Linked DNA regions of Mus musculus: all the other regions are linked to region 1. The links are chromatin contacts, called in public ChIA-PET, HiCAR-type and promoter capture Hi-C maps. All regions are on one chromosome and are shown on one strand. The core of a region is the stretch at or near the end of the contact, and the rest is flanking DNA. Distances in the headings are between cores, read along the strand shown.

What was found. ChIA-PET counts read pairs in DNA pulled down with a chosen protein or histone mark. HiCAR-type assays count read pairs that join an accessible place to other places. Capture Hi-C pulls out chosen DNA fragments and counts their contacts.
Region 2: a contact with region 1 is called in a promoter capture Hi-C map of liver, with 3 times the contacts expected there. The contact joins the promoter of Nolc1 here to the promoter of Pcgf6 in region 1. A contact is called at or near these places in 6 of 39 promoter capture datasets (cranial neural crest, embryonic stem cells, erythroid cells and 3 more) and 1 of 9 other capture datasets (liver).
Region 3: a contact with region 1 is called in a HiCAR-type map of astrocytes, with 5 times the contacts expected there. The contact joins the promoter of Pitx3 here to the promoter of Pcgf6 in region 1. A contact is called at or near these places in 3 of 115 datasets of contacts at active chromatin or transcription factors (astrocytes, bone marrow-derived macrophages and pancreatic cancer cells).
Region 4: a contact with region 1 is called in an RNA polymerase II ChIA-PET map of memory CD8 T cells, with 6 read pairs. The contact joins the promoter of Fbxl15 here to the promoter of Pcgf6 in region 1. A contact is called at or near these places in 6 of 39 promoter capture datasets (cranial neural crest, erythroid cells, frontonasal cranial neural crest and 3 more), 2 of 115 datasets of contacts at active chromatin or transcription factors (memory CD8 T cells and pancreatic cancer cells) and 2 of 9 other capture datasets (liver and macrophages).

What each region holds. Positions count from the first base shown.
Region 1 is chr19:47,047,521-47,054,767 of GRCm38.p6, forward strand. It overlaps Pcgf6 (polycomb group ring finger 6), which reads right to left and starts at 3,386. Exons shown (of 10, transcript NM_027654.3): 1 at 2,931-3,386; 2 at 1,470-1,569; 3 at 1,280-1,376; 4 at 588-643; 5 at 427-486. The coding sequence starts at 3,299.
Region 2 is chr19:46,072,869-46,080,115 of GRCm38.p6, forward strand. Nolc1 (nucleolar and coiled-body phosphoprotein 1) reads left to right here and starts at 2,979. Exons shown (of 13, transcript NM_001039353.2): 1 at 2,979-3,281; 2 at 5,835-5,890; 3 at 6,008-6,153; 4 at 6,263-6,390; 5 at 7,040-7,217. The coding sequence starts at 3,162. It overlaps Pprc1 (peroxisome proliferative activated receptor, gamma, coactivator-related 1), which reads left to right. Exons shown (of 14, transcript NM_001081214.1): 14 at 1-41. RefSeq lists an enhancer at 2,888-2,959 and cis regulatory regions at 2,901-2,907, 2,930-2,936.
Region 3 is chr19:46,144,943-46,152,189 of GRCm38.p6, forward strand. Pitx3 (paired-like homeodomain transcription factor 3) reads right to left here and starts at 3,383. Exons shown (of 4, transcript NM_008852.4): 1 at 3,259-3,383.
Region 4 is chr19:46,324,940-46,332,186 of GRCm38.p6, forward strand. Fbxl15 (F-box and leucine-rich repeat protein 15) reads left to right here and starts at 3,245. Exons shown (of 4, transcript NM_133694.2): 1 at 3,245-3,587; 2 at 3,736-3,889; 3 at 4,149-4,654; 4 at 5,163-5,507. The coding sequence starts at 3,535. The coding sequence ends at 5,352. It overlaps Psd (pleckstrin and Sec7 domain containing), which reads right to left and starts at 2,217. Exons shown (of 18, transcript NM_028627.2): 1 at 2,145-2,217; 2 at 1,228-1,283; 3 at 1-74. Cuedc2 (CUE domain containing 2) reads right to left here. Exons shown (of 9, transcript NM_001164291.1): 3 at 6,974-7,117; 4 at 6,818-6,879; 5 at 6,607-6,734; 6 at 6,351-6,527; 7 at 6,113-6,174; 8 at 5,981-6,041; 9 at 4,873-5,895. The coding sequence ends at 5,749.

The sequences.
Region 1 (7,247 bases), core at 2,136-4,635:
GTTCTTACAAAATGTTACTTGGGTTACCCTGCAGCATTACCTTCAAAGCACCCGTGATGGTTGTTTTCATTTTCATTCCAATTGACTTAACCAAGAATCACCAGGGAAGGGTCTTAAGGAGGGACGAGAGCAAGCCTGGGAGGACCCACCCCAAAAGTGGGCGGTGGCATCCCCTGGGTTTGAGTCTTAGACTGTATGAGAGAGACAACTGTATGAGCAGGCAGCAAGTGCCGTCTCTTGGTACTGGTTCTCCCTCACTCCCCGGCTTTCCCTGTAGGGTGATGTAACCTGAGCTGTGAGCTAACTAAACCTCTTCTAGCCCGAGTGGCCTCCACTAGGTCTACTTGTGACAGGACAGGAATGAGGACAGCACCTCAACAACAGTTTGTTCTTTAATCTGTGAATGCAGAACACATCCAAACTTACCAGGCTTGGGGACTTCTAGACCTCTTTCTTTATAGAAGTCATGCATTTGCTTTTTTTCTCCTAAAAAAATGATAAAACACAGACTAAATTACTACACTTACGATGTAACTAACAGAGACAGAGACTTTGGGATTCACAACTATGAAATAAAAGAAACTTACTTTCCTCTAGATTGATCACTAATTTGTATACTATGTCTTGTAACTGCCGGTCCAACCTAATAAAAAGAAGAATGGAGAATATCTCAGAATCCAAAAAAGAATTTAGGTACAAAATGAATTCACTATTTTCTCTTAGGAGCATTGCTCCTTGGTCTTGCATGCTTGGTAAGAACGTGAACTTGATGCCGGACTGCATTTTAATTGCTGCGTTCCATCTCAGCTGCAGAGACGGAGACGAGCATTGGCTGCTCTTCCAGAAGACCATCTGTGACTCTCAGTTCCAGAGAATCCAACCATCTCCTGTGACTCCAAAAGCCCCAAGTACACATGTGGTACACATGCACACATAAAAGTTAAAACAAACAGACTGCTGAAGCTAGGTGCTGTGCTGCACACGCCTTTAATCCCAGACTCGGGACGCAGAGGCATGTGGATCTGAGGTTAAAGCCAGCATGGTCTACACACTGAGTTTTGCTTTTAAAGTCTCCAGCAGATCTAGCCGTCTGTGCCTGATACACAGTAAGTGCTCCACACACACTTCTTGTGCAGTTCCCTTCCTTCTCGTTTTGATAGCATTCAAAGGATTTACCCCCAACTGCACAATGTCAAGATTTCAGAAAAAAAAAAAAAACAAAAAACACTGGCAACAATGATTTTAAATGTGGATACATTTTAAGTGTGTATATTCTTACCTTATATTATAAAGAGGCTGAGTCTGGTGGACAACTATGTTGCATTTTGGGCATCTGTTACTATAGTAAAAATGTCTCACAATGCAGCTTTTACAAACTAGTGAAAGAGAAAAAATGTTTAATTTAGGATGGTTTACAGACATCTTCACATTTTTAAAACACCATTCGGAAATGCGAACTATGTGCTTACAGGTATGAAGACACTCTGTAATGGTGGTTGCATCTATCAGGTAACCTTTGCAAATCGAACACAGGATGTAGGGGGTCAGCTCGACAAGGTTTATCAGGCGCTGTAAGTGCAACAGTAACCATTTTAGGATACAAGCCTTTCCCTTCTCAAATTCAGAAGCTAGCTGCAAGTAGGAAGTCTAATGCCTATATTCCAACTTACACAAGTCAGCTGTGACATCTGAGCCCAAGAGTGTTGGTAGGGTCTGGACTCCACCCCCACAGTTACTTGGCAACAGCCAGGTATGCTCCTCCCCACAGTTACCTGGCAACAGCTAGGTAGGTTTGGCCCACTATAAAAGGGACTGCTTGCCCCCTCCTCTTACTCCTGCTTCTCTCCCTTGCCTCTTCCCTCCCTTGCTCCATCTCTCTCCCCATTCCCTTCCCGCCCTCTCTACACGTGGTCATGGCCCTCCTCCACTTCTCTACTCTGTCTCTCTCTCTCTGCCTCTACTACCCTCTTAACTTCCCTCCCCATGCCCTGAATAAACTCTATTCTATACTATATCGTCGTGTGGCTGGTCCCTCAGGGGTAAGGGATGCCTTGGCATGGGCCCGCTGGGGCACCCCCTTCCCCCACACCTCGCCACACCCCCATAGAACATATATTAATACCCCTTTATCTTTTTAAAATCACAACATCAAACCCAGTCCAAAGCCAACACTACAAGGTCTCATTTCAAAACAAGTTAAGCCATGATCCCAAGATTTCATTATAAGCAGTGTAACTTAATTGCACTCCAACCCTTCAAAATATCCAATCTAAAGAAAACACTGTATCTAAGCGGTCCCAGTTCTCTGACATATAGGAAACTAACAGTGAAAGGCACCTGTTCTTTTGTTGGTTTACAAAAAGCCCTTAAACCTGCCTGGTCTCCCCACATTACCAAGGATGACTTTGAACTTGCTGCCTCTGCCTCACGAATGTTGGTAGTAACAAGTGTCTACTACCACATCCAGTGTAGACAGTGCTGTGACTCGAACTCCGAGCGTCCTGCAGGGCAGAGATACACTGTATCAACTGGCCTACACCCTATCCCCGGGATGCCTTTCTTCACACATTTGTTATTTATTTTTAATGGGGGAGGGGTCCCAAACCCTCTCAACATCCTGCAGAAAAAAAAGAGTACACCTGCCAGTAGCCTTAGACATCTAACTCCCTCCACGTTACGCAAAGACTTTTACAGAATGTAAAAAAAACAAAAACAAAAACAAACAAAAAAACGGGACCCAGAGTGCCCTAAATGATCTGCAAGGACTCCACAAAATAAATGAAGCCGGAGAGAGGCCACGCCTGGGTGGGCGGGGATGGAGCGCTACACAAGCGCCGCGAGCTCCAGCGACAACGGCAACCACAGGTCTGCGCCCCGCTGGGTCCCAGAGGCCGCTCGAGCGCAGCCAGGTCTGGCAGGGTCGTCGATACCTCCTCCTCGTCCTCGGAGTCTGCCCGTCCGGACTCCAGACGCAGAGAGAAGTGGCTCATCTCTTCCTCCTCCTCTTCTTCCTCCTCCATCTCCTCCTCCTCTTCCAACTCTTCATCGTAGTCCTCGAAGCGGCCTCTCAAGCGGCCCAGGCTGCGCTCGGGCTCCAACGCCGGGGGCCGAGAGCGAGAGCAGCCGGCAGCGCCCGCCTGGCCCAGGGACGCCGGGCCCTCCTCGCCGGCCGCGGGTGCCGGGATGAGGGCGGGCGGAGAGATGGGAGGCGGAGGCGGTGGCGGTGGCGGCATGGCTGAGGCTCGCTTGGCCTCAGAGGCGCGCTTGTTTTCCGTGGCGTCCGTCTCAGCCTCGTCCATGGCGGGGATCAGAAATCTGGCGAGTTGAGAGCGAGGCAAGGCGAGTCGGACGGCTAGCGCGCGAGTTGAGCACGAGCCCCCTTTCGTACCAGTGCGCAGGCGCCGGCGCTCCGCAGAGGCCGCTGGGAAGTGTGGTTCACCTAGGCTACCTAGGTGAGGCGGAGCTGCTCAGGTTGGGGCGGGGCGTGTGGGCCACGCCTTGAAGGAAGCTCACCGGTTTTCGCGGTCGAAGCCTGCAGTGTGCTGTTCAGGAGAGTCTAAAATGCTACAGTTTCAGTATTTTACTTGCACCAGTTTATTCATGGAACATTGAACTCTAGATGCCATGTGTTCTTGAATTAGGAGTGATGGTTTCATTTTGAGGACTAATTGTGGTTTTCCGTCCATGGTTAATGGCATCTATCTACTTAGTAAGACCTTGTCTCACCAAACAAACAAACAAAAACCCTAAGCTGGCTCAGCAGGTAAAAAATTTGCCTCCAAGTGTGACGACCTGAGTTCAATACCCATGTTAGAGGGAGAGAACTGATTCGCGAAATGATTTCTGAGAAATGAGGGGGAAAAGTTAGAGGACAGCTTTGATAAGAATAACCACATAAGCCAAGTATGGTTACCTACTTATTAATTTCAGCCTTGAGTAGGCAGAATGTTAGAGCCAAGGAATTTGAGACCCACCTGGGCAGCACTCCAACACCCCTGTCTCCAAAAGGAAGAGAAAAGTTCCAGACCTTACCCACTGAAGGGTGTCTTTGGACTTTTGAACACTATTGAGACAGTTAAACGTGGAGGTGTCTTGAGCTGGAAAGATGGCTCCAGCTGTTAAGAGCACTTCGATGCTCGTGCAGAGAGGCCCTTTAAGAAGAACCCCTCTTCCAAGCACCCAAATGGCTGTTCACAACCATCTAGTTCCAGATGCTGTCTTTTGTCCTCTCTGGGCACCAGGGATGCAAATGGTGAACATACATATATGCAAGCAAAACATGCTACACATAAAAATGAAAAATAAATAAAATATAGTTTTCAATTGGAGCCAAGTGGTAAAGGAACCTTTAATCCCAGCACTGAGGCAGAAACGGGCAAATCTCTTGAGTCCTAGGCCAGTCTACAGAGTGAGTTCCAGGATAGCCAGAGCATAACAGAGAAACACTGTCTAAAACAAACAAACAAACAAACAAACCCAGGGCTGGCTGGAAAGATGGCTCAGCAGTTAAGAGCACTGACTGCTCTTCCAGAGGGCATGAGTTCAAATCCTAGCAACCACATGGTGGTTCACAACCATCTGTAATGGGATCCTAAGCCCTCTTCGGGTGTGTCTGAAGACAGCTACTGTGTATATAAAGTAAATAAATCTTTAAAAAAGGCCGGGCGTGGTGACACATGCCTTTAATCCCAGCACTCAGGAGGCATAGGCAGGCTGATTTCTGAATTCAAGGCCAACCTGGTCTACAGAGTGAGTTCCAGGACAGCCAGGGCTACACAGAGAAACCCTGTCTTGAAAAACAAAAACAAAACAAAACAAAAATCTTTAAAAAATAAAACAGGGGCTGGAGAGATGGCTCAGCGGTTAAGAGCACTGACTGCTCTTCCAGAGGTCCTGAGTTCAAATCCCAGGAACCACATGGTGGCTCACAACCATCCTTAATGAGATCTGAAGACAACTACAGTGTACTTACATATAATAAATAAATAAATAAAATCTTTAAAAATAAACAAGTAAAAATAAAACAAACAAGAAAAGATGTAGAGGCTCCCGAAAGTTGGACTAAACACATTTTTCCATTATGAGATAACCCAGGAACCTATGGGGACTGAGAGGAACATGCTATGGTTTGAATATGGATGTCCCTCCACAGGTTTGTGTTTGAACACGTGGTCCCCAACTGGTGGTCCTGTTTGGGAGTTATGAAACCTCTGGCTTGTGTGACCTAGCCAGAAGTGGTGATAACTACAGGCAGGTTTGAAAGATATCCACTTCTGGTCCTGGACTGAGCTCTCTGCTGCTTCACTCAAATGACACATGAAGACTTACGGCTCAAACTCCTGGCACTACAGAGACGCCCCGACATACACTACAGGAATCTTCTGAGGGCATCAGCCTCTCGAGTGCCGGGATCACAGGCACAAACTGCCTTCCCACTCTTGTCTCTAACACGCCAAATGACAAAAGAAAATACAGACTGGATAAAATCAGGATAAAAGAGCTAAATAAAAAAAAAAAACATAGCTCTTGGGCTGGAGAGATGACTCAGCAGTTAAGAGCACCGACAGCTCTTTCAGAGGTCCTGAGTTCAATTCCCAGCAACCACGTGGTGGCTCACAGCCATCTGTAATGGGGTCTGATGCCCTCTTCTGGTGCATCTGAAGAGATCAATGGTAGTGTACTCATATGCATAAAATAAATAAATCTTTAAAAAATATATAGTTCTTTTATACTGATAAACATCATAAAGAAGAAATGATATTGATGTGTACCCTCCATTGATCATTGAACATTCCATAAAACTTTCTACCTGGTATCTGTATACCCCATTGTTTGAGTAAACCTGAAACAGGAGAGAAAAGCCAGAGAGTGTATATGAAGCCTGAGTCCTGGTACGAGTGGTATCTCAAAGCACTAAAGCCAGCATGGGCTTTTCAGAAAACACACTGAGGTGGAATGGTTAGGCATCTAGGGAGAAAAGTTAAAACAGTAGAAGAAGTTGCTCGTTCTCTTCTATCTTCAAGGAAATCTAGAACTATGATTGAACCTTGGTCAACCCCTGGAACTGTGGTCATTAGTATTTATTTTCTGTCAATGATTGATGGTGGTTTCCATGTGTGTACCTGGGGCAATGAACCAAGCTGTGCCAGTTTGTCACATGGCTTTGTACAAATGACAGGATTTATGATGTGTGCGTGCGTGTGTGTGTGTGTGTGTGTGTGTGTGTGTGTGTGTGTCTGTGTGTCTGTGTGTTTGTGTGGTTTCACTGTTGGAGAACTGACTTTCGAGACAAGAGTTGTGGCTGGCTATATAGCAAGAGAGGAAGAGAGGCACTCTTTGTTTTTGGTGTTTGTTTGCTGGGTTATTTGTTGTTATTTGTTTGTGTGTGTGTGTGTGTGTGTGTGCTTGGTTTGGGGTTTCTTTTGTTTTGTTTTTGAGACTGGGACTTGCTGGTCCAGAATTGACGATGTAGACTAGGCTGGCCTCAGACTCAAGAGATTTCATCTGAGTTTCGTCTGATGCCTCTCTAGTGAAGGTATTAAAGGAGTTCACCACAGCTGGCCCCGGCCTGCTACTGAATCTCAGATGTAGTTTCAGAGGACTACCAGGCTTTCAAAGCAGGGGCTGGCGTAGGGGTGGGGTGCTTCCGGAATACTCCCTTTCAGCAGCAGCAGCACCACCACCACCATCTTCATCATCATATTTGTGTTTGTGTGCGCACGTGTGCAATATGTGTATGTGGGAAAGTGCATTTACCACAGAGCATGTAGAAATGAGAAGACAATCTTGTAGAGTTGTAGTTCTCTTCTTCCTCCTCCATGTGGATACCAAGGCCCAAACTCATACCATCAGGTTTGTATCTGGTGGCAAAGTACCTTTACCTACTGAGCCATCTTGCTGGGCCCTTTAAATTCTTTAAACAAACAAACAAACAAACAAACAAACACAGACTTAATTCACTTTATTTTTCTAGTATAAAAACCCTTATGTGGTAGCCATAACTGGAACCTAGGTACACTGAACAGAGCCTCTGGTGTGAGTTTTCACAAGATGGCCAGCGAATTCCTGACAAGGAGACTTGATGAACACAAGTCTCTTTCCAGAGGCGGGGGTGTCAGGTAGCTGTGGGTCTTGGAGATAGGATCAAAGGTGGCCTTGGTAAAGTTGTCCAGGGTGGCAGTGCAGCCCTGGCTGCTGTGTAGCAGTCCTCAATGCCAGCCATCAGCAGTAGCTTCTTGGGCACAGGG
Region 2 (7,247 bases), core at 1,729-4,228, 980 kb before region 1:
GGTGGTGGGGGGGGGAACTCTAATAAACATGAACTAGAGGGAACTTCCAGCGTGTCCTTTCTGTGTGCTAATGTCTATCTGGTATTTCTCTGAACACAGTAAGCCGTCACTCAGTTCCTAGGCCCTCTTCTATAGGTGTAAGGTCACATTGACTTGGCCTCTCACATCTGTCACATGTAAAATAAGGCAGGAAAAAACGTCTCGAACTTGAAAGGCATGTGAAGTTTATATTTTGACAAGACTCCTGTATCCTCATTCTGTGTAGCTAAAGGTGACCTTGAGCTTCTACCTCTCCACCACCCAAGTGCTAGGATTCCAAGCACCCACGTTACCACATCTGGTTTATATGATGCTGGGCATTGAACCCAGAACTTAGTGTATGTTAGACAAGCACTCTCCAGCCCCATCCCCAGCCTGTTCTGTATGTGTGTGGGAGGCAGCATATGTGTGTACAGAGGCAGGACGGTTTCTTAGACCCACCTCACGAGTCCTGACCTCTTCACATCTTCACAGCCCTGAAGCTCACTAAACTGGCTTGGCCATTGTGTCCCTAGGAAGCCATTCTCCGCCTGCCACACCTGGCAGTTTGTTGTGGAGGCTCTGGAGAATCAGTCCCTCAGGTCCTTCGTGTTAGACAAAGGTTTTAGGCACTAACACCCCACCCCCCCTTTTTTGTTATTGAAGCACTGGGTGGGGTTTGAGTTTAGAGGCTCAGACATGGGGAAGCAAGAGCTGTATTGTTGAACTAACGCAGCCACCCTTTCTGGGGGAAGGATAATTGTACGTGTACATACCCGTTTGTGCATTGTGTGTGGCGGTAAGAACCATGTCTGGATGCCAGAGATTTGTGTCCAGTATCTCGTTCCCCACTTTTGTGTTTTTTGTTTGAGGCAAGAATCCCTGGCTGGCCTCAAAACTCAAAAGATCCTCCTGCCTTTGCCTTCTGGATGCTGGGATTAAAGGTGTGTGCCACTACACCTCATCTGACGAGTTTATTTGAAACAGGCTCAAATGTTTAGCTGTTGTAGAATTTGCAGTCTAGGCCAGACTGGCCATGTTTCCAAGCCCCCTCCCTTTATTTTTGAACGGAGAAATCTAGCCAGTGAGCTCCAGGGTCATCAGTACCCTGCCAGCCCTAGGACTACGGATGCAAGCCACTGTGCCCTGCTTGTACAGCCGTGTCAAGGATCTGAACTCGGGTGTTTATGCTTGCACGGCTAGCATTTACACCGGCCCTTTCTAAATTCTGTAGAGCTGTGCAGGCTGGACTGGAATCCCGGTTCTCCTGCCTACTCTCTTCAGTGAGAGCTGCTAGGCCTGTGCATGAAGATAATTTTAGGATACAGACTCTTGTGGGGTGAAGGAGGTACAGTTGTTTGTTGGTTTTGCTTTTTTTTGTTTTTCCAGCCAGGGTTTTTCTGTATAGCCCTGGCTGTCCTGGATCTCACTCGTGAGGTCACCTGCTTCTGCTTCCCAAGTGCTGGGATGGATTAAAAGTGTGTGCCATCATGGCCTGGTTACTATGTCAAACTCCTCCCCTTCCACCTCCTTATCTCTCTCTATCCCCCCTCTCCCTCTTATCTTCTCCCTCTCTCAGACATCTGCAATTTTTGCCTCTCAACTCTGGGTTTAAAATCATTAGCCTCCGGGTGTGGTGGCTCATGCCTTTAATCCCAGCTTTCGGGTGGCAGAGGCAGGCGGATTTCTGAGTTCAAGGCCAGCCTGGTCTACAAAGTGAGCTCCAGGACAGCCAGGGCTACAGAGAAATCCTGTCTCGGAAAAACAAAACAAAACAACAACAAAAAAATCATTTGCCACCATACCTATGAGAATAAAAGTTTTCTCAACTGGGGTTAGTGTCTATTAAGTGTCATTAAAGCTCACCAGTTTGGTTTTGATCACCATCTTGGTTTGTGAATTTTTTTTTTTTTTCTTTTTTTCCGAGACAGGGTTTCTCCGTGTAGCCCTGGCTGTCCTGGAAGTCACTTTGTAGACCAGGCTGGCCTCGAACTCAGAAATCCGCCTGCCTCTGCCTCCCGAGTGCTGCGATTAAAGGTGTACGCCACCACCGCCCGGTGGTGTGTGTATTTTAAAAAAAACGATTTTGAGGCCGGGCGTGGTGGCGCAAGCCTTTAATCCCAGCACTCGGGAGGCAGACGGATTTCTAAGTTCGAGGCCAGCCTGGTCTACAAAGTTAGTTCCAGGACAGCCAGGGCTATACGGAGAAACCTTTCTGTCTTGGAAAAAAAAAAAACAAGCCAAAACAAACAAACAAACGATTGTGTATGCATAGAAGCACCTCTGGGAAATAGGATAACGGGTCCTTTTAGAAGGAGCGCCTGTTTTGAGGAAAGTAAAAGAAAGGTATTCACCGGAAGTGCATCTTTATTGCTTCCTGACCTGGACAGTAGCTGATACTGAAGTTTTCCGAATTCACTGTGACTTCTTTCTTTAGGAAGAAAGGATTTTTCTTGATCTTTTCCCTGGGATGGTCCCGTGTTCCTGTTCTCCGAATTGTAGATGGGAAGGATAACTGTCTTGTAACCTAGCTATGACTGACAGACAATGTGGGGTACCAACACCTTGTCACCACAACTTTTAGGATCCTCTGATTTGAGTCTGGGTCTGGGTGGTATCCTGAAGGACTTCACTGGGTGTGAAGGGAGGGAGGAAGCCATTGTCCGTGGGAGTTTGAGCAGTAGGTGACACCTCTAGAAGGGTTGAAAGAGCCTCGAGTTCTCCAGTGCACCCATTATTGTTAGTCCATTCAGTACTGTGAGGTCTCAGTAGCAGCCAGGGCTTGGAAATCTACAGTAGGAAGAAGCCCATTCAGCAAAGGTAATGCGCGGGAATTTGCAAGTTTTCCCGCCTCGGACAGGAGCGTGGCATCTGACGTAGAAGCTCCGCCTCCTTAGTGGGCGGCTCGTGGGCTCCGCCCCCTGCAGGATGATGACGCGTGTGGGACCGGAAGCAACTTCTAGATTTAGTCTGGGTCTCTCCTCCCGGGTGGAGGGTACGCGACCTCGTGTGCGCCACTCTTTTCCGCTGCGCGCCGCGCGCGACTTGATGACGACACTGGACCCGCCCTCGACCCGGGCTGTGCTTTGGTGTTCTTAAGTCGTGCCGCGTGCGCAACGGTAGTGACGCGTTTTACCCGGAGCATGGCGGATACCGGCTTGCGCCGCGTGGTTCCCAGCGACCTTTATCCCCTTGTGCTCAGATTTCTGCGGGATAGCCAACTCTCGGAGGTGGCCAGTAAATTTGCAAAAGCGACCGGCGCTGTGAGTCCTTGGTTTGGTCTGCGGGCCGGGGTGGGACGACTCTCCGAGCTAATCTAGGCCTTGTCGGCTTTAGAAGTTAAGGAGGCGAGGGCTGGGGTCTGTCAGTCCGTTGTCTGCCCAGCTTCTCTGCGGACCTTCCTCAGGCTGGAGGTCTCGGTGTCTCCTTCCACCATGTCTGACTAGCTAGCTCCGAGTATTACGGCTTTTACTTGGTGTGAGTTTTTGCAGCGGTGACAGGCATGGGTCCCTCGTGACCCAGGACATGTGGCGCTAGATCCCTCCGGGAGCATTGGGTTGGCGGTGCGTGGTTCTTCTGTACTTTTTGTTGGACTTACCCTTAATTGCAGTTTTACCTGAGACTCAAAGATTTTAGTAATGAAGGCTTGGATTCTATTTATACACTTGTTTGTTTTTACAAAAGAAGATGAGTGAGTGCAGGGATAAATTGCGAAGTAATGATAGCTAGGACTTCATATTGTATTTACTTATTTTTTTAAAAAGAAAAAAATGAATGAGTGTGGTGATAGGTTGCTTTCAGTATACTCTAGGAGTAGTGAGCGTCCGCCTGTGTTAAGTTGGCACTGAGCTTGGAGCTCCAGGTAGTGATGTTAGGCCAGGCTCTGCGGCTTTCTGCATGTATGATCCCAGCAGCCTTTTGTTTGAGACAAAGTTCATGTAGTCCTTGTGTAGTGGAGGATGGATATGAACTTCTGTACCTCTTGTCACAGCCTCTTCATGCTAAGTGCCTTACTGCCCTGCAGCACACTTTGTATACCATACTGGCCTTGAACTCAGCTCAGTCTCTGTCTACCAAGTGCTGGGATTAAAGGTGTATATCACCATGCTCAGCCCAATTTACAGCTTTTGAGTGAATGAGACTCACTGAGAGAAAAATGCACAAAGTAGTAACTCCATTGTAGGCACACAGGAACATGGGGTGAGTGACAGCTGTTATGTAAGAGCAAAATGTTTACTCTGCACCTTAAGAAAAGCTGTAGCGGGCTGGAGAGACGGCTCAGCAGTTACGACCACTGACTGCTCTTTTAGAGGTCCCGAGTTCAATTCTCAGCAACCAACCACATGGTGGCTCACAACCATCTGTAATGGGATCAGATGCCCATTCTTCTAGTGTGTCTGAAGACAGCAAAGATGAACTCACATAAATAAGGGGGAAAAAAAATGAAAGAAAAGCTGTAGTGTTCGTGGAAACACCTTGAAAGGCTGTAGGCCTTAGATCCTGGGACTCTTGGGTTATAGGCCACCAGATCTTTTGAGATAGGTTACTTCTTTGTAGCAAAATACAAAAAGGTGATTTTTGCCACAAAAGGAAAGATCAGGTCAGTCTCATAATAAGGGAGTTCTTTCAGCCGGGACAGCCTGACATGTGATCTGGTAATACATCCCCCAACCCCCCCCCCCAACTCCATGTGCTCTGAATTGATGGACCATCTAGCCAGTGCTCATTATTACTCTCCTCTTCTTCCCTCCCTCCTATTTTACTTTATTTTTTTGGTTTTTCGAGACAGGGTTTCTCTGTGTAGCCCTGGCTGTCCTGGAACTCAGTAGACCAGTCTGGCCTTGAACTCAGAAATCCGCCTGCCTCTGCCTCTGCCTTCCAAGTGCTGGGATTAAAGGTGTGTGTCACCACTGCTCGGCACCCTCCCTCCCTCCTTAAGGCAGGGTCTCTATGTTCTGGCTGTCCTTGAACTCACTATGTAGACCAAGCTGGCTTAAACTCCGATCTGCTTGCCTCTCCTTTCCATGTGCTAGAGTTAAAGGCGCGTGCCACCGTACCTCGCACCTTTCTGTTTGCTTACAGTTTATTCTGCACATTTGTGTTTTGCCTGCATGTCTGTCTGTGTGAGAGCTGCCATGTGAGTACTGGGAGTTGAACCTGGGTCTTCTGAAGGAGCAGACAGTGCTCTTAACCACTGAGCCACCTATCTAGCCCTGCCTTTCTGCCTTTAAAAGTCATTTAATTAGAAAAAAAAAAGTTAATAGTTAGAAATTATGAGGCCAGAGATGTCAGAAGCTCTGTATGTGGAGTTAACAGGTACTGTTGCGTCTCCTGTTCTGGGTGCTGGTAATGAACTCAGGTCCTCTGGGAGAGTAACATGCTCTCTCAGCGACTTAGCCATCTCTCCAGCCCTCAGCTAACGCTCTGTTATCAATTGGTACAACATTTCTAAGACTTTAAAAGATATGGAAAGGCACAGGGATATACCATAAAGTTTTCACGCTCAAAGTTAGGTGATATGTAAGCGTAATATTTTCCTCCTGAGTTATACAAGTAGGAAAAGTCTTAAGATGTAACATCCATTTTGAGTTAAGTAGGGAGATAGCATAACTTTTGAGACAAGGTCTCTTTACATAACCCTGGCTGTCTGGAACTCTGTATGTAGTCCAGGTGGGCCTTGAACTCACTGATCTGCCAGCCTCTTTCTTTGAAGTGCTGGGACCATGCCTGGCTGACAGATTACATTTGATCAAGGAGTAACAGAATCTGACCCAGAGGAGCATACTGCTTCCTTAGCCACGCCTCCTTTCTTACAGACACAGCAGGACGCCAATGCCTCGTCCCTCTTGGACATCTATAGCTTCTGGCTCAAGTAAGCTTTCCTGGTGCACTTGGGCTGTGTTCTCCCCTAGGTGGGTTGGGCTGGGCTGTGTTCCTTAGTTTGAGAAGGTCCTGATCCCTCAGAGGTCAGCCTTCTCTGCATCAGCAGGTCCACCAAAGCCCCAAAGGTGAAGTTACAGTCAAATGGACCAGTGACCAAGAAGGCTAAGAAAGAGACTTCATCCAGTGACAGCAGTGAGGACAGCAGTGAGGACGAGGACAAAAAAGCCCAGGGACTTCCCACACAGAAGGCTGGTAAGGCTTGTGAGGGGCGGGGGGCGGGGGGGGGGGAGGGCTCCAAAGAGACTGCCTGGCACCTGCCTGAGGGCGACTTCTCATGGGTACCTGCACTACTTCTACTCAGCCGCACAGGTCAAGCGAGCCAGTGTGCCTCAGCATGCTGGAAAGGCAGCAGCCAAAGCTTCAGAGAGCAGCAGTAGTGAAGAATCCAGTGAGGAAGAGGAAGAGGACAAAAAGAAAAAGCCTGTCCAGGTTTGTAGCCTCGGTTGTAAGGATGGCCTCAGAGGAGTAGTGGAGAAATGAAACAGGGTCGGGCGGGCGGTGGGGGCTGCTCCGCATTGCATGAATTCTGGGATGTGGAAGGGGAGGCTGAAGTTGAGGTCTCGAATGATGTGATCCAAGTGTAGACAGGATTCTCCTCTACCCAGGGACTTTGTGTTCTTTCAGGATACTGTGTAGGGCCCCAACAATACAAGTGTTTTGCTGGGAGCTGTTGACAAGATGATGTCAGGAACTGTTTTATCAAGCAGTTGGACTCTGTCTCAATATTCATATGTTGTATCTTTGAGTTTTTCTTGCCCTTTCAGTGGACTCCTAAAAGGATAAAGCTTCCAGGCCAGCCTGATCTACAGAGCAAGTTCTAGGACAGCCCAGGCTGTCTCAAAAAGGACTGTCTCAAAAAGGAAAAATAAATAAATAAATAAAAGCATTTTATTGTCTTTTGAGCACTCAGCTCTTGCTCATTGTCCTTATGTGTGTTTTGTTTGAGACAGAGTTACTCTGTGCAGCACTGGCTGCCCTGGAACTTTTGTGTTGAGCAGGCTGGCCTTAGACTCAGTTCTTTTCCTCCCACATGCTGGGATTACAGGTGTTTGCCACCATCTTTGTTCTCTTGTTTTAGCAGAAGGCAGCTAAGCCCCAAGCCAAGGCAGTCAGACCTCCTGCGAAGAAGGCAGAGAGCTCTGAGTCGGACTCAGACTCGGATTCGGACTCCAGCTCAGAGGAAGAAACACCACAGACCCAGAAGCCAAAGGCAGCTGTGGCAGCAAAAGCTCAGACTAAAGCCGAAGCCAAACCAGGTATGGGTTGCTGAGCTGCAGAACTCATCA
Region 3 (7,247 bases), core at 2,133-4,632, 900 kb before region 1:
CCTTTTGGTTAGCTCTCATCCCCCTCTCCCATACTCTAGCAAGCGTCAGTCAAAAAATGGGGAAGGAAGGATTCGACATGCTTTGATCACTGTAGTTCAGCCTCAGACCTTGCACCCTGCCCTCTCTTCCTAGACCTAGATCCTAGGCTCTCATTGACATTCTCGAGCAGTGGACAGGCAGAGTTCAGATCAGGCTATTTGGTAGAAAGGTGAATATACAGTGGGGAACTCCTCATGTTCTCAGAGAGGGATAGGGGTGATAGCTGACACTGGAACTCCAGGGAAGATGTTCCATCTCTCCTTAAGAGTCTGGCTGTAGCTGGATCAAGGGTATGATCAGACTACTCTAAGGCAAAAGCCCTTGCCTTCCAAAGAAAGATGCTATGGTCACGGGGACTGCAGTTTGGGCAGAATAATAGCCACGAGGCTTCTTCCAGTGTCCCTCCGTTTACAAAGAGCTTTCCTTCTATACGTGACTGATATGCTTCATTTAACCCACAGGCCCCCGAGTGGCAGGGGTGTCTATCCCTGCTTATATCTCCAAGAAGGCAGGAAATAGTCCCAGGTTGCACAGAACCAAGAGGTTTGAACCGAGTTCTGCTATTTTTCTGGTCTTCCACGCCACACTGCAGCTATGAGTGACTGACACGTACTGATTGCCAGAAGCCCTCTTAAGATCCAGTTCTACTCAACTGCCTCTATTGCTTCTCTGAAAAGGAGCTCTGGAAGTTAGCTGTCCACAGGACCCAAGCACAGTTTCCTAAGCTTGTAAGCCGCCCACTCCCAACCCCATCTCCAGTTTCAGGAGTTCAGCAAGTAAAGTCTTCTGCTCATGTAGGTCTTTTTGTGTTGTAGATTTTCATCCTGCTGCACCTAAACTTTCTGTCACTCTTCCCTGGCTGCATTCCTGGTTCCCCATGTCAACTATTCTCTGCCTCTGTCTCTCTGTCTCTGTCTGTCTCTCTGCCTCTGTCTCTGTTTTTCTCTCTGGAACCCAGGACCTTGGATATGTTGTGCAAATACTTTCTCACTAAGCTATACTCCCAGCTCCACTCTCTGACTTCTCTAGGCCTGTAACATCTTCCCTAAGAGCTGCTGGTCAGTTACACACTCGGCTACATGGTTTCATGCAAGAATGGCGGATTTTCTTTTTAGTTATCTTTGTTATGATGTTATCTATCTATCTATCTATCTATCTATCTATCTATCTATCTATCTATCTATCTATCATCTCTTTGGTGAAAGCAGAACTTTGAGTTTTCAAAGAACCAGCTGTAATGCCTTCTTTCTTTCTTCTCTAACATGGAGTCTTTCATTTCCTGGATAGTTTCAGTGATTTTTTTTTCTTTTTTTTCCCAAAGCAACGGGAGCATAAAACCCTGAGACCTGTATGATAATGAGATGGGAGCAGTTGAGGCATGGTTTTCTATTTATCAAGGAGAGCAAGGGACAAATAAAAGATGAGGAACAAGGTCTTAGCCAGTACCTAAGAAAACTTTAGGACTGAGGAATGGAAGTAGGCGTGTAAGAAATAAGAATTATATTTTACTCTTGGGTGGAGAATGAGAAAAGTAGCCTCCTCCTCTCCCACTCCCTTTCTTTCTTCCTTTCTCTCTCTCTCTCTCTCTCTCTCTCTCTCTCTCTCTTTCTTTCTTTCTTTCTTTCTTTCTTTCTTTCTTTCTTTCTTTCTTTAAAAGATAACTCATTGTTAAACAGTGCCTTGCGTTAGTCCTCCTGAAAACTCACCCCCTGGCTGAGTTGTCATGTTTGCGAGAATAGATTCAGAGTTCCCTTTGCTCTGTCCTCTTCTGCCTAACTGGGCTCTAGCTAGAGTTGGTGGTCAGGGAGTGTGGTCATTGTATTGGTCCAAAGGAATCAGCCTCAGCCAGAAAGAAAGCAAACTGAGACATTCTTCCTGGCCAGGCTGAGAGGCTAGTAAAGGCACCCCGTGGGACCACAGAGTCGGAATTTCAGCGGCCCCTTTCTCAAGACCATAGGCTTTGCTTTGTGAAAGGGTTAAAATTTTCTTGTCTGGAAGGTTCTTAGTTGGTCAAGGAGCCTTGAGTGGGCTAACAACCAGACTAGGAATTTGAGGGTATCCGGTCAGTTGTACTGGAATTAGGGTTAGAAAGAAAGAAAGAAGGCCTAACAGTTGACTTCGAGTTTGTGAGGGGACTGAGCCCCTCGGAGGCTTGTGAGTGGCCTGCGGCTGCTGCACCCTGTAGCTTAGTCTTCCCTTTGTAGGGCTTAGTCTTTCCTCAGTTTGGATTGGGGAAGTCTACTGATGCCCTGATCTCTTTGAGCTGGAGCGGGGGTTGTCTTGCAGAGGAACCCTGCCCCAAGGCCGTGCTGCACCCTTTACTCTCCCAGCTCCTTTCAGGCCCAAACGGGCAGGAGAGGCAAAATCAAGTTTGAAAACTGGGAGCTGGGATTTCAGGGGACCCACCGAGCCGACCCCATGGCACATAACGCAGCTGGGCAGGCGCTGCCGGATAGGTGGACATGCCAGTCGGCCAGGGACATTCCGTTCACCACTGCTGGACACATCGTCTGCTCCCCAGAGAGACCCACTTTGCCGCCCCAAGCGTTCTATCCGTTCCAAACCCCACGTGCCGCTGACATTCTGTCCGATTCCGAGGAGGCTCCAGATCTGGACCCTTCCAGATCCAAACGGCCCACGACAGACCTGCCAGTCGTGTCGCGTTGTGCTGGCAGCTTGGGCCCTGTAGCTCGCAGCGGCCATCTGACCCAGTAGCGACTCTCGCAACAGGGCTCCAATTCCAACTGCGGAGCAGCTGGGAAGGAAAGCATGAGCTACTACGCGCACCCCTACTTCCAGACGCTGGAGTCTGTCTAAGCCTGGGCCAAGTGGCGCTGCGAGCCGCCTGTTGCCCTTAGGCTGAGCGACCGCTGCCCTCTCCTCAGTTGGCTACCCTTATCACCTTCTGGCCCTTGCCGCTTGCCCCTAGATTTCAAGGTGCTCTCTGGTAAAGGTTTCCAGACTACCCACTCTGTGGTTCGTGCAGTTCTTCGGCTTCTCTCTGAGTCCCCTAAATCTCTTCTCAGTCCCCCACGTCCTTCCTCAGAGTTTCCCTTCTCCCATGTCCCAGCCCCGGGGCTACTATACGCCTTTTCCCTTTTGACCGATTCCCCAAACACCAGAGTTCAACCGCCCCAGGTTTCCTTTTAGGAGTCCCAGGACCAGCCTTGGTCCCTCGGTCCCCTGAGCCCCTATTCCCTGCATGGTCAAGTACTCACAGTGCGTCCCGCAGCAGGCAGACTCCGGGTGGTGGCTGTGGCGGCGGCGTTCTGGAGCGCAGGCAGGGGCCAGGGGCCAGGCACCCTGCGGGGTGGGGGCCGCCCCCCTGCTCTGGGGCGGCCGCTCCGCTGGGCTCTCCCAGGCTAGCGGAGGAGAGAGTGAGTCTCACAGTGCAGTGCCACCCCCCGCCGGCGCCCATTCACTTTATGGCAACCCAGGGCGCCCCCAGCCCGCCGCAGCATGCCGCGCGCCCCAGGCCCGCCCCTTTCCAGATGCGCCGCCCTTGCTCCTCCCTTTCCAGCTGTGAACCTTTAGGCCCCACCTTAGTGGGAGGGGTCCTGCCACCCGGCAGCCAAGAACTCCGCCCCTATGGCCAATCAGAAGCGTTTGCCATCCACTGAGCAACGCCCCCTCCCCACGTGGCCCGGACTGCGCTCCAGCTGGGACTCTCGGGTTCGGCAAAGCTAGCAAAAGTACGGTGGTCCGTGTCGCCCCTGAGTCCAGCCCGAACTGTGGCTAATTGAGGCCTTGGGCTCTCCCCGGAGTCACGAGAAGCAGTGCCGGGGGAGACGGCTGCAGGACCGTCAGGCGGGACAGAGAACCCGGCTGTCGGGTCTCAGCTCCCACACTTTGCTGCCGCTCGTTTCGCCGATTTTCTCCACTTGTCGCTGTCTGTCTTTCCACTCTTTTGTCTCTATTCCAGTCCTCGTGCGCCTTCCTTTTTTCTTCTGACCACCGCTTTGCTCCCTACTCTATCACTTCGAAAGGCTTTCTTTTTTAAAGACCACCCCTCCTTTCCATCCTATCTTTCTCTCCTTAGCTATCTCTATTTTTTTTTTTCTCCCCTAAAGAAGATAACTTGGAGAAAGCAGGATTTGGAACGAGAGAAATCAAAGTGGTATACAGCAGCATCTTCCCTCACTCACTGACCTTGGACAAGTAACAACGATGCCTCCCTGGCTTCCAGTGGCTGTCTGGCCTTGTGTGCTTCAAAGGTGTGAGCACTCGGCCTCTCACGCTGCAGTTATCAATTTGCCTGGGCTGTGCTTTCCTGGCCTCAGCCGTGTCGTGTTTCCCACGACAACAGATTTGGTCCTGTGGGTAAGGGTAGCGTTGGCGTTTTTGGATTAAGTGTTTGCAAGGGACAGGACAGGTGTCCAAGGAGTATGACAGGCGGGTTACTTAGTGCCCCTGAGAGTCCTTAAGCCCCGTGCAGTATGCTCCAAAGATGAATCTAAGCATACGTATCAATTTTTAAAGCACGATAGTTCTCTTTACTGCCTTCAGGAGAAAGTCAAAGTTTCCTAATGTGGCATATTTGATCTTCAGGACCTGAACTTCCAATCCCCCCTTCAATAGAGTCTTGCTCTGTAGCTCTCTGGTTTTGGCTGGCCCTAAACGTTCAACTATTATCCTACCTCTGTGCATTGTACTGAGTGCCCTGATTTGTCTTCATCTTCAGTTTTGTTCATCCTGAACGACCTCTAATTTTTCCTGACCAAAAACAAAAAACAAAAAAAACAACAACAACAACAAAAAACAACAACAACAACAACAAAAACAGTCGTTATATTGCTGATCCTAATTTCTGAGTTCCACTTAGGTTCTGTTTTATCTGAGAAGCCTTGCCTGAACTTCCAGGCTGGCCAAAGGTGTAGCTTCTTGCTCTCATGACCCCTTATGTATAGATTTGATATCACTCCATCCTCCATATTGAAGGAATCAACTGATGTGTTGACTTGTATAAAATAAAATTTAGGAGAACAAGAAGCATTTCTTTCCTCTTTTTCTATTCACAGGCATATAGAAACTCAATAAATGGGGGGCTGGAGAGATGGCTCAGCGGTTAAGCGCACTGACTGCTCTTCCAGAGGTCCTGAGTTCAAATCCCAGCAACCACATGGTGGGTCACAACCATCTGTAATGGGATCTGATGCCCTCTGATTCTGGTGTGTCTGAAGACAGCTACAGTGTACTTACATATAATAAATAAATAAATCTCTGGGCTGGAGCGAAAGGGGCTGGAGAGAGAAGGAAAAAGAAACTCAATAAATGTTGCACTGAAATAAATAAAAAAAAAACCTGTTTTATCTGTTAAATGATGTGTAGCACCTGTGAGGGGCTGGGGATTGCTTTCTCTCTGTCTCTCTCTCCATCTTTAATTGATAATCACATACTTCTAAGATGTCTAATGTCTGGAGGCATACCTAGATAGGGAGGGGAGAGTAGGGAGTTTTAGTTTACTTACAGGGTTTTCCTATTTGCTCTCCAACCTGAGAGAAGCCCTAAAGACCAAACGAAGAGAAAAATGGCTCAGAGGTATCATAGAATGAAATACCTTGGTGATCGTATCATCTTCATCTGACTTCCTTTAGGTTCCTAGCTGGACCTAGAGACCAAGACCAATGCATAGACACAGGGAGTTGTTGGGGGATTCTTCATATTGGATTTGGCTCTGATGGTTTTTTAAATTAGAGGATCATAACCTATGGATGCCTTGGGTGCCTGTTTCAAGGCCACATTCCAATGGCCTTAGAAAAGGTTTGCTTTGCTGGACATGGTAGCATATGACTTTAATCCCAGCACTTGAGAGGCAGAGGCAGGCAGACAGACCTGAGTTCGAGGCCAGCCTGGTCTACAAAGTGAATTCCAGGGCAGCCAGGCAGCCAGGGCTGTTACCCAGAGAAACTCTGTTTTGAAAAACAAACAAACAAAAGATTTATTTTTTATTATTTGAAATGTATGTGTCTGTGCCTGGCATAGTGGTGCAGCATTTGGGAGGCAGTGGCAGGTAGATCTCTGTGAGGTTGAAGCCAGCCTGGGCTTCAAGGACAGTCAGTAGCCAGGGTTACAGAAAGATCTCTCTCTCTCTCTCTCTCTCTCCCCCCCCCTCTCTCTCTCTCTCTCACACACACACACACACACACACACACACACACACGAGAGCGCGCGTGTCTCTGTGTGAGTATGTGCCCAAAGTGTTGGATCCCTCTGGAGCTGGAGTTACAGTAGATAGTGCTATGTACATCCTGGGAACTGAACTCAGGTCTTCTGGAAGAGCAGCAAGCACACTTAACTGCTAAGCTTCCTTTCCAGTCTCACCTGTCCGCATTTCGAAGGAAAATGGGAAATCATCATCATCATCATCATCATCTTCTTCTTCTTCTTCTTCTTCTTCTTCTTCTTCTTCTTCTTCTTCTTCTTCTTCTTCTTCTTCTTCTTCTTCTTCTTCTTCCTCTTCTTCCTCTTCTTCCTCTTCTTCTTCTTCTTCTTCTTCTTCTTCTTCTTCTTCTTCTTCTTCTTCTTCTTCTTCTTCTTCTTCTTCTTCTTCTTCTTTTTGTTAACGATGTGGACTAATGGTGTGAGATTAGGCCCTCAGACTTGATCCTCATACACCTCCACCAATCGTTCATTAAGATTTGTCCAAGGCTTAATAGGAAGGGCTGAACTGAGAGTCATATAGCCCTATGGAGTAAGGTATACCAAGTATTGAGGGAGGCTGGAGAGATGGTTTAGTGGCTAAGAGCATTATCTTAAAATAGACAAATTCTTTCTTTTTAAAAAGAAGTATTAAGTACCCCCATGCCCCTTACTCTCCGCACCGAATTGGCTGGGGTAGGTGTATGTTTTTCTCTGCTATGCATGGATCCAGCTTTCCTCGGTAGAACTCTTTCCACGTCTGGAAAATGAGGATACTCTAATTAGGTATCCAAGATTTCTGCTACCATTTTCTCTATTTCTGGATGGTAGGAATGGAGTAGAAAATGCAAAAATCAGAGTTAGGATGAGACAGGCACATATACCCAAGTGGGGCACAGAAGACAGGAGGGCGTAGGCAAGATTGCACGGGCCGGATTTAGGAACGCGTTTCAACCCCAGACCTGCCTGGAAAGAGAGCGATCCCTAAAGTAGTAAAGCCCAGGTGACTTTGGTAGGATGAAGTTGGGGGAGTAGGGTCGCCCGCTCAAGCTCTCAAAACGGACCCCGC
Region 4 (7,247 bases), core at 1,995-4,494, 720 kb before region 1:
GGGGGTCAGGCTGGGGGGGCAGGGATGGCGAGGCCAGGCAGGGAGTAAGGGGGCTGCATGCTCTTCAGACAGGCCTGCAAGAGAGGAAGGAGAACATGGGTGGAGTGCTTTGGAGTCAGACAGGCGGGGCAGCAGAGACAGAGATGGGAAGGTGGGTTGGGCCTTCTAAAGTCCAGAGACCTATCCTGGGAATGTGGGATCAGCCATCCGGGGGACTCCTGCTTTGGAAAGCTTCCAGGGGCTCCTCTTCTTCTGTCTGGGAGCCCTGAGCATCACTTTATGGTGAAAGAGCAAGCTAATTCAGCTCATGGAGTTGTGTTCTGGGGCAGCCGGGAACTCTCTCTTGGGTGGAGGCTGGAATCTTATCTTCTGGATGATAGAGGCCATGTATCCTCTACAGTTCCACTTATGGGGGACCCTCACTTAGAATAGGAGAAACCATGCTTCTTTGAAGGAGAGGGAAGAAAAAGGGGGTTGCATGGGGGTGATGGAGTGTTGAGAGGGAAGAGGAGAGAAGGAAGGGTCTGAAGAGGCCTTAACATCGGTCCATAGATTGCTGAGTGGGGAATAGATATTCTATTCTCCATACCAGTACATGCACACACACACACACACACCCATGTATAAACACACACAAGAATTCATATACACACATGCAGAAGGACAAAGTATCAGTAGTTAACACATTCATAGGCAACACCCTCCAGTACACACGCAGTACTGCTCATAGACACACCCTCATACAATCACAGTCATAACAAATATGTGTATGATGGAAAAGCACATGCTTATCTTACACACACACACACACACACACACACACACACATCACCAAATAATAGCACACAAAGAGGTTCCCAAAATTCAGGCTCTCGTTCTCTGATGCACACAGAAACAGGTGTATCAGAGACCTCCTCGTCACAATCATAAACACAAATGCATATTTGCTCACAGAATCAGAGACACACATTCTCTCCTCCCCACACCAGTAACCAAGTCTGGGTGGGTGAGGGGGCTGCACCACATCCCTCTCCCTCAACTCCAGGGATATGAAATATCTTGCCCAGCCCAGAAGAGACCATAAAGGAAAACCGGGCCTCTGATGGCAAAGCAGCAGCATAGAGAAAGCTGTCAGGAGCAGCACCCCAGCCAGACAGGTTCTTAAAGCTCAACAGGAGCCTGGACCTCCCCTGTGAAGGCCCTCCTCCAAGGCACCCCAGTACTCACCGCTGCTCGTCAGGAGCTGGAATCGAAGAGAGGCAGAGAGGCTGGGCCCCGCTCAGCTGTAAAAGCAGCAAGGCTCCCGCTCGCTCCAGGCCCGCCCGCCCGCCTCTCAGTCCCTCCTCCACCCCTCCCCACGCTCTGCTCAAGCAACGCTAATCCCCCCCCCCCAACCTCCCTCCATTCCCAGGGCCCTAAGTCCCAAAGAATGTCACCACCTAGTCACTACCTAAGACTCACACCAGAGGAAAGGGAGAATGTGGAAGACCCCATTCTGTTCCCTAAACCCTCATATGCCCCACCCCACTCGTGTTCAGTTCTCTCTCGTCCATCATCTGAACCACACGTAGGGTCCAGATGCATACGCCTGTCCTGCTCCAGACCCCACGCGTGTCCCTAGGAGGCTGCCACATGACCTGTTACATGCCACACGCGCTCCCGCCCCCACAAGCACGCGGCCACGCAAAGCACACGGTACGGAGTAGATCGGACCCGCCCCCTAAAACCAGAAGACCCAACTATGGAAGGGACATTAAGCGAATGCAGTCATAAACACTTTGGGGTTCTGAACCTCAGACCCAGGAGTCCTGTCCTGAACCCCAACCCGGAGTGCAGAGGAAGGATAAATCAGACTCCAGGAGGAACTTCCTTACTGCCTAGGTTAATCGTCCCGCCTTTTCAGGGACGAGAGTTTAGAAGGGATGACCCCGAGACTGGGACAAGAAGCACAGGCAAACCTTGTGCCCTTGGCCAGGGTGGAAAAGGGTCTGGCTCTTTTAGGAAAACGCCACACGAGTTACTATGGTAACTATTCTCCTTTGGAAGGCCAAGACCGGCAAGTTATGACCTGGGAAGAAAGAGAGGGTCGATTCGGGTGGCCAGAGGGTGCGAGGACGTTCGAAGCGGGGGTGCGCGGGGCTCACCGCGGGGAGGGGTGGCGCGAGTTCCGCGAGGTGCTGAAGGGGACAGCGCCAGATTTGTCGTAATGCGCAAGCGCAGAGGCGCGAACAAAGGGGGGGGTGTGGAGGCGCGCGCCCGGAGGTGGTGCGCGCCCACATCAATCTTGCAGAGATCCTTCCAGGCTACCCCTTCCCCAAGTAGACTGAGACGAGGAAGCAATCCCCTCATCCACCTTCACCCTCTTGTGTCTTTCCGGTGCTAGTTGGCTTTTCTCTTTATGCTACAATTCAGTAATGAGGTAGTGTAGAAGGAATTCTGGGAAAACCAGGATTTCTGGGTTCTTTATCCTTGCTTCGTTTGATCCTGGTTAGGGAGCTTTCTCCCTAGAGCCTCGATTTGCCTGTCTTTAAAATGGACGGTCCTTCCTACCTTTGCTGATGTACCCAAACCCCTGATAAGGATGGGAAGCAGTTTTCGTTACGAAGCGGCTGAAATGTTTGCATAAGGGCACGCAATCATGTAGATAGGATGCAGCGGTCTTACAGTCTTTCGCATGCCCCACACCCACCTCAGATGTTGGAGGAAAATATTACGCCAGGGGTTCTCCAGAGAGGGACTTGGGCTTAGTATCTGGGGGTGCAGTGAAAGGGGAGCCTAGTGGTTGAGCTTTGGGAAGACAATGTCCCTACAATTAATCCAGGACCAGTCAAAGCAGTACGGCTAGTGGCCTGCACTGAGCAGGCAATTCCTCTCGGACTCTGGACCGCTGGAAAGCAGACCTGGCTGGTCCTATATAGTCCTTTGTCCTTAGGCAAAGAGCCGGACTACGCTGCCCTGAAGTGGAAAGAGATGGATGTCATGATTGTGCATTTCACAAGAAATGGCAGGTTTAAACAAGTGTGCTTGAGAGTAAAAGCCCTAGCGTCGCCCATTTAATCTAGTCTTTTGGCAGTTGCTTATTGAGCACCTAGTACATACCAGCTAGTTATAGTCTGGGCAGCCTCTCCCCCTTTTCTTTTTCCAAAGTCGCTTAAAGGCGACCAGAGGACAGAAGGAGGCACTGGGTAACCTAGGAGTCCTGGCTCCGCCCCTTCTGCCTTTGGCCTTGTCTGCTCCTCCCATCACCACTCAGAGGCGGCTACTGGCCCGCAACGGAGACCGAAAGCAGTGTTCGCTCGCCGCTACTCCAGCCTCGGGCTTCAAGCCCTGTAGCTGAGAAGACATCTAATGGTACATCACTGGTCCGTTCTGCCTCAGTTTCGGGATCCATCCGAAAAGCTTCCTGACAAGGATTCTCAGTGAGACCGCACTCGATTAAATCGGTCTGTCTCTTCCGACCAAGGAGGCGGGCTCGCCGCAGCCGCTTCAAGGCCAAAGCGAGTGGAGCTTACTGCGCACGCGCAGTAGACAGCGATGGAGCCACCAATGGAGCAGTCCGGAGGGGAGCAAGAACCAGGAGCTGTCAGGTACCGAGCACTGGAGGGGCCTAGGGAGGGAGGGCAGCCGAGTCTGGGCCGGACGCGGATCCCTCTTGCCAGCCGGGACTCTCGGGTATAACAGAAGGACTCGCACGTAACAGCGGCCCGGGGACGTCAACGCCGTTTTCCCCCTCAGGCTCCTGGACCTGCCCTGGGAAGACGTGCTGCTCCCGCACGTCCTGAACTGGGTCCCGCTGCGCCAGCTGCTCCGGCTGCAGCGCGTCAGTCGCGCCTTCCGGGCGCTCGTTCAGCTGCACTTGGCGAGGCTGCGCCGCTTCGACGCCGCTCAGGTGAGCCGGGGCCCGGAGCCACGCCCACGCCACGCCCCCGCGTGGGTACCACCGTCGCCCCGCCTCCAGGCCAGCCCCTGCTGCGCGGTAAACCCTTCCCGACCCCGGGTGAGACGTGGAGAATTCCAGAGGGCAGCGGCTCGGAGGGAGCTCGGTGTCCCTTCTGGGAGGGCAGGGGGCAAAGTCCCGAAGTTAGGCGGCTGCCAGGCAGTGGCCCGCCCCGGGGACAGACTTGAGTCTCCGTGTCTCCCGCCCGTAGGTGGGTCCACAGATTCCACGGGCGGCACTAGCCCGGCTACTGCGGGATGCTGAGGGGCTGCAGGAGCTGGCGCTGGCTCCGTGTCACGAATGGCTGTCGGACGAGGACCTGGTGCCGGTGCTGGCACGGAATCCACAGCTCCGGAGCGTAGCGCTGGCCGGCTGCGGCCAACTGAGTCGCCGAGCCCTGGGGGCGCTGGCTGAGGGCTGCCCGCGTCTGCAGCGCCTTTCCCTCGCTCACTGTGACTGGGTGGACGGGCTGGCACTGCGTGGCCTCGCTGACCGCTGCCCGGCTCTGGAGGAGCTAGACCTCACCGCCTGTCGTCAACTCAAGGACGAGGCCATCGTGTACCTGGCGCAGAGACGCGGCGCGGGCCTCCGCAGCCTCTCATTAGCAGTCAACGCCAATGTTGGGGACACTGCGGTTCAAGAGTTGGCTCGAAACTGCCCGCAGCTCGAGCACCTAGACCTCACCGGCTGCCTTCGGGTCGGAAGCGACGGTGTCAGGTGCCTGGGCATGGGGGCGGTACTGTAGGAAGTGGGCAGTCACTTTGGGGATAGGGAGGTGGGTTGTACTTGTCAAAGACCCATTAGAAAGACCTCTGGCATTTTTTAGGCTAGAAAGTGTACAATTAAAAACAAAACAAAACCAAAAACCAAAACCAAAACAACCCCCCCAAAAAAAAAACAAAAACAAAAAATAAACAGACTTGGGAGCCAAGATTGACACACTGAGAAATGTCACATAAAGTTGATTTCTGGCATTTCTGCAACAAGGTGGGTAATCTAGAAACACTGGAAGGAACTATGGATTGGTACTCTCTAAGAACCAGAAACCCCAAATGAGCCTGGAGTCTGTAATTCCTTCCTGGCCCCTTCCTTTAGGTACAGTAAAAAAGAGCAGACCCTGAGCTGGAGGGAAAGCTAGAACTTGCTGGAGCCAGCTGCGGGTTTAGAGGGCTGGCCCTCCAGACCGTGAGATTCAGCACCTAGCATCACCATACTCCTCCCTCAGGACACTGGCCGAGTACTGCCCGGCGCTGCGCTCTCTGCGGGTGCGGCACTGCCACCATGTGGCTGAACCGAGCCTGAGCCGCTTGCGGAAGCGTGGTGTGGACATCGACGTGGAACCACCCCTGCACCAGGCTCTGGTGCTACTCCAGGACATGGCAGGCTTCGCACCCTTTGTCAACCTACAGGTCTGACTAACTTTCCTTGGGGTGGGAGCACAGCTGGACTGTGTAGCCCGGGCTTGACCCTGAGCCATAGGGAAACTGAACTGTGGGGGCCTGTGGTTGACAGGCCTGTGAAATCCCCTGTCCCACCCTGGAATTTCAAATAAAGAGCTTTTTACCCCTTCTTGCGTGGTGCATAGGGGACGGGAAGCTGGGAACTAGTCAGAGAGACAGGTTTTTTCCCTGCCCTGGGGGCAGAAATGAGCAGAATGAGCATATACCTTCCTTGGACCACTTTTACTGTGCTCTTGAAGGAAGCCCCAAGAATAGAACACTAGAGCAAGGGCCTCCAGAAGGGACAGGGTGGATGGGAGGGTGTCTGCATCCCTCTGGGATCAGCAGTGCTCGGCAGGATCCAGCACTGTCTCAGTGGAAGCGGTACTTTCTGGCCGGCTTGAGGTTGATGTATGTGGCCTTCATCTCCTCGGCCTCAGGGTTCCGGACATCTTTGAATCGCTCTCCCTTGGTGCTCACTACTTGGTTGTCGATGTATCGGATCAGCTTCTTGGGGGCCTGTCAGGCAATCAAGCAATGAATGACGAAAACCAGGGCTTGGCACAGCTCATTCCACACCCCCCAGCTGCAGACCCCCTCTTACCTCCTTGGGAGCCATAGGTCGGTGAGTCTTCTGGTCCTCCGCCCTGTCCACCATCATGTACCTGCCAAACGGACTGGGTGAAGCTCCGGCCACCTGGAAGACCCTCCAAGGCCCTGCCCAGCCCAGACTTACTTCTGAAGGATGAAAGACTTCAAGTCATCCTTTTGGGGGCCTCTGAGACGCCTGGGCAAGTCCTGCAGAGACGGGAGACCTATGCTAAGCCCAGTGGTAACAACATGAGCAGAGATGAAGACAGGCAGGGTATGCACTTAGCAAGAAGGGCAGCGATGAGGACAGGCAGGCTGTGCACTTAGCAAGAAGGCCTAATGGAGCTGAGGTTACTAGGGCGGGGGGGGCTGAGAGAGGATACCTGACTTGGGCCGTCCCAGCCTGGAGGCCCCTCTTCCTTGCCCTCTACCAGCATGTGCACAGCTTCCTCCAAGTCCCCCCGAGCTTTGGCCAGCACCCACTGGGCCTGCTCCATAGAGCAGGTAGGGAAGACCTCCAGGAGCACATCGACTCCTGGCAGTTCTTCTGCCGCAGCTGCCTGTGGGCACAAAGGCCAACAGTCGGTTCCGCTTCTTCCCTTCCCACCCCGAGGCCCTTTGTGGGTCCTCTCGCAGTACCTCATCTAGGGTGTTCCCGGGAGCAGCGGGAGGCCTGCTCTCTTCTTCGAGCTTTTCAGCTTGCCTCGGGGTCTCTGGAAAAATGGGCACCTGACCTTGGACACAGGAGCTCTGTGGGTGCAGGTTCTCTTCAAGAGGCAGAGAGGGTATCGGATTTGGCAGGGCTCGGGCGGGGATGTGAATCCTCCAAATACCAGGTCCCCAAACTCACCTTTGTTCCTAGCATCGCTCAGCTGCACCGAGAGCTTCTGCATCATGTCTCCTATTATACCTCTGAAAGGGCAGAGAAGGTGGTGAGGGGGACCACTCTGCCCCAACCCCAGCCAGCCAGGCCCGCCCCCTCCTTTTTGCCCTACCCAAGCCTTACCTGGGGATGTGGGCAAAGCCAGGCACATAAGCCTCCATCATTTCAGTGAAGGCCTCCATATCAAAGTTCTCCTCTGATGGTCCTGAGGGGCCCAGGTCCTCCAGGACCCCAAGCACATAGGAGAAGATGACTTCATCCAAGCCACTGTAGGAAAGAACAAGTCCACAGGGCAGGACACTGGATGTGTGCAGCAGCCCGACCCAGCCTAAGACCTCACTCCACAGTTTCACTGGGGGTGGGGGATGGGGGCCTGAGTCAGCTCAGTCCTTGAGGC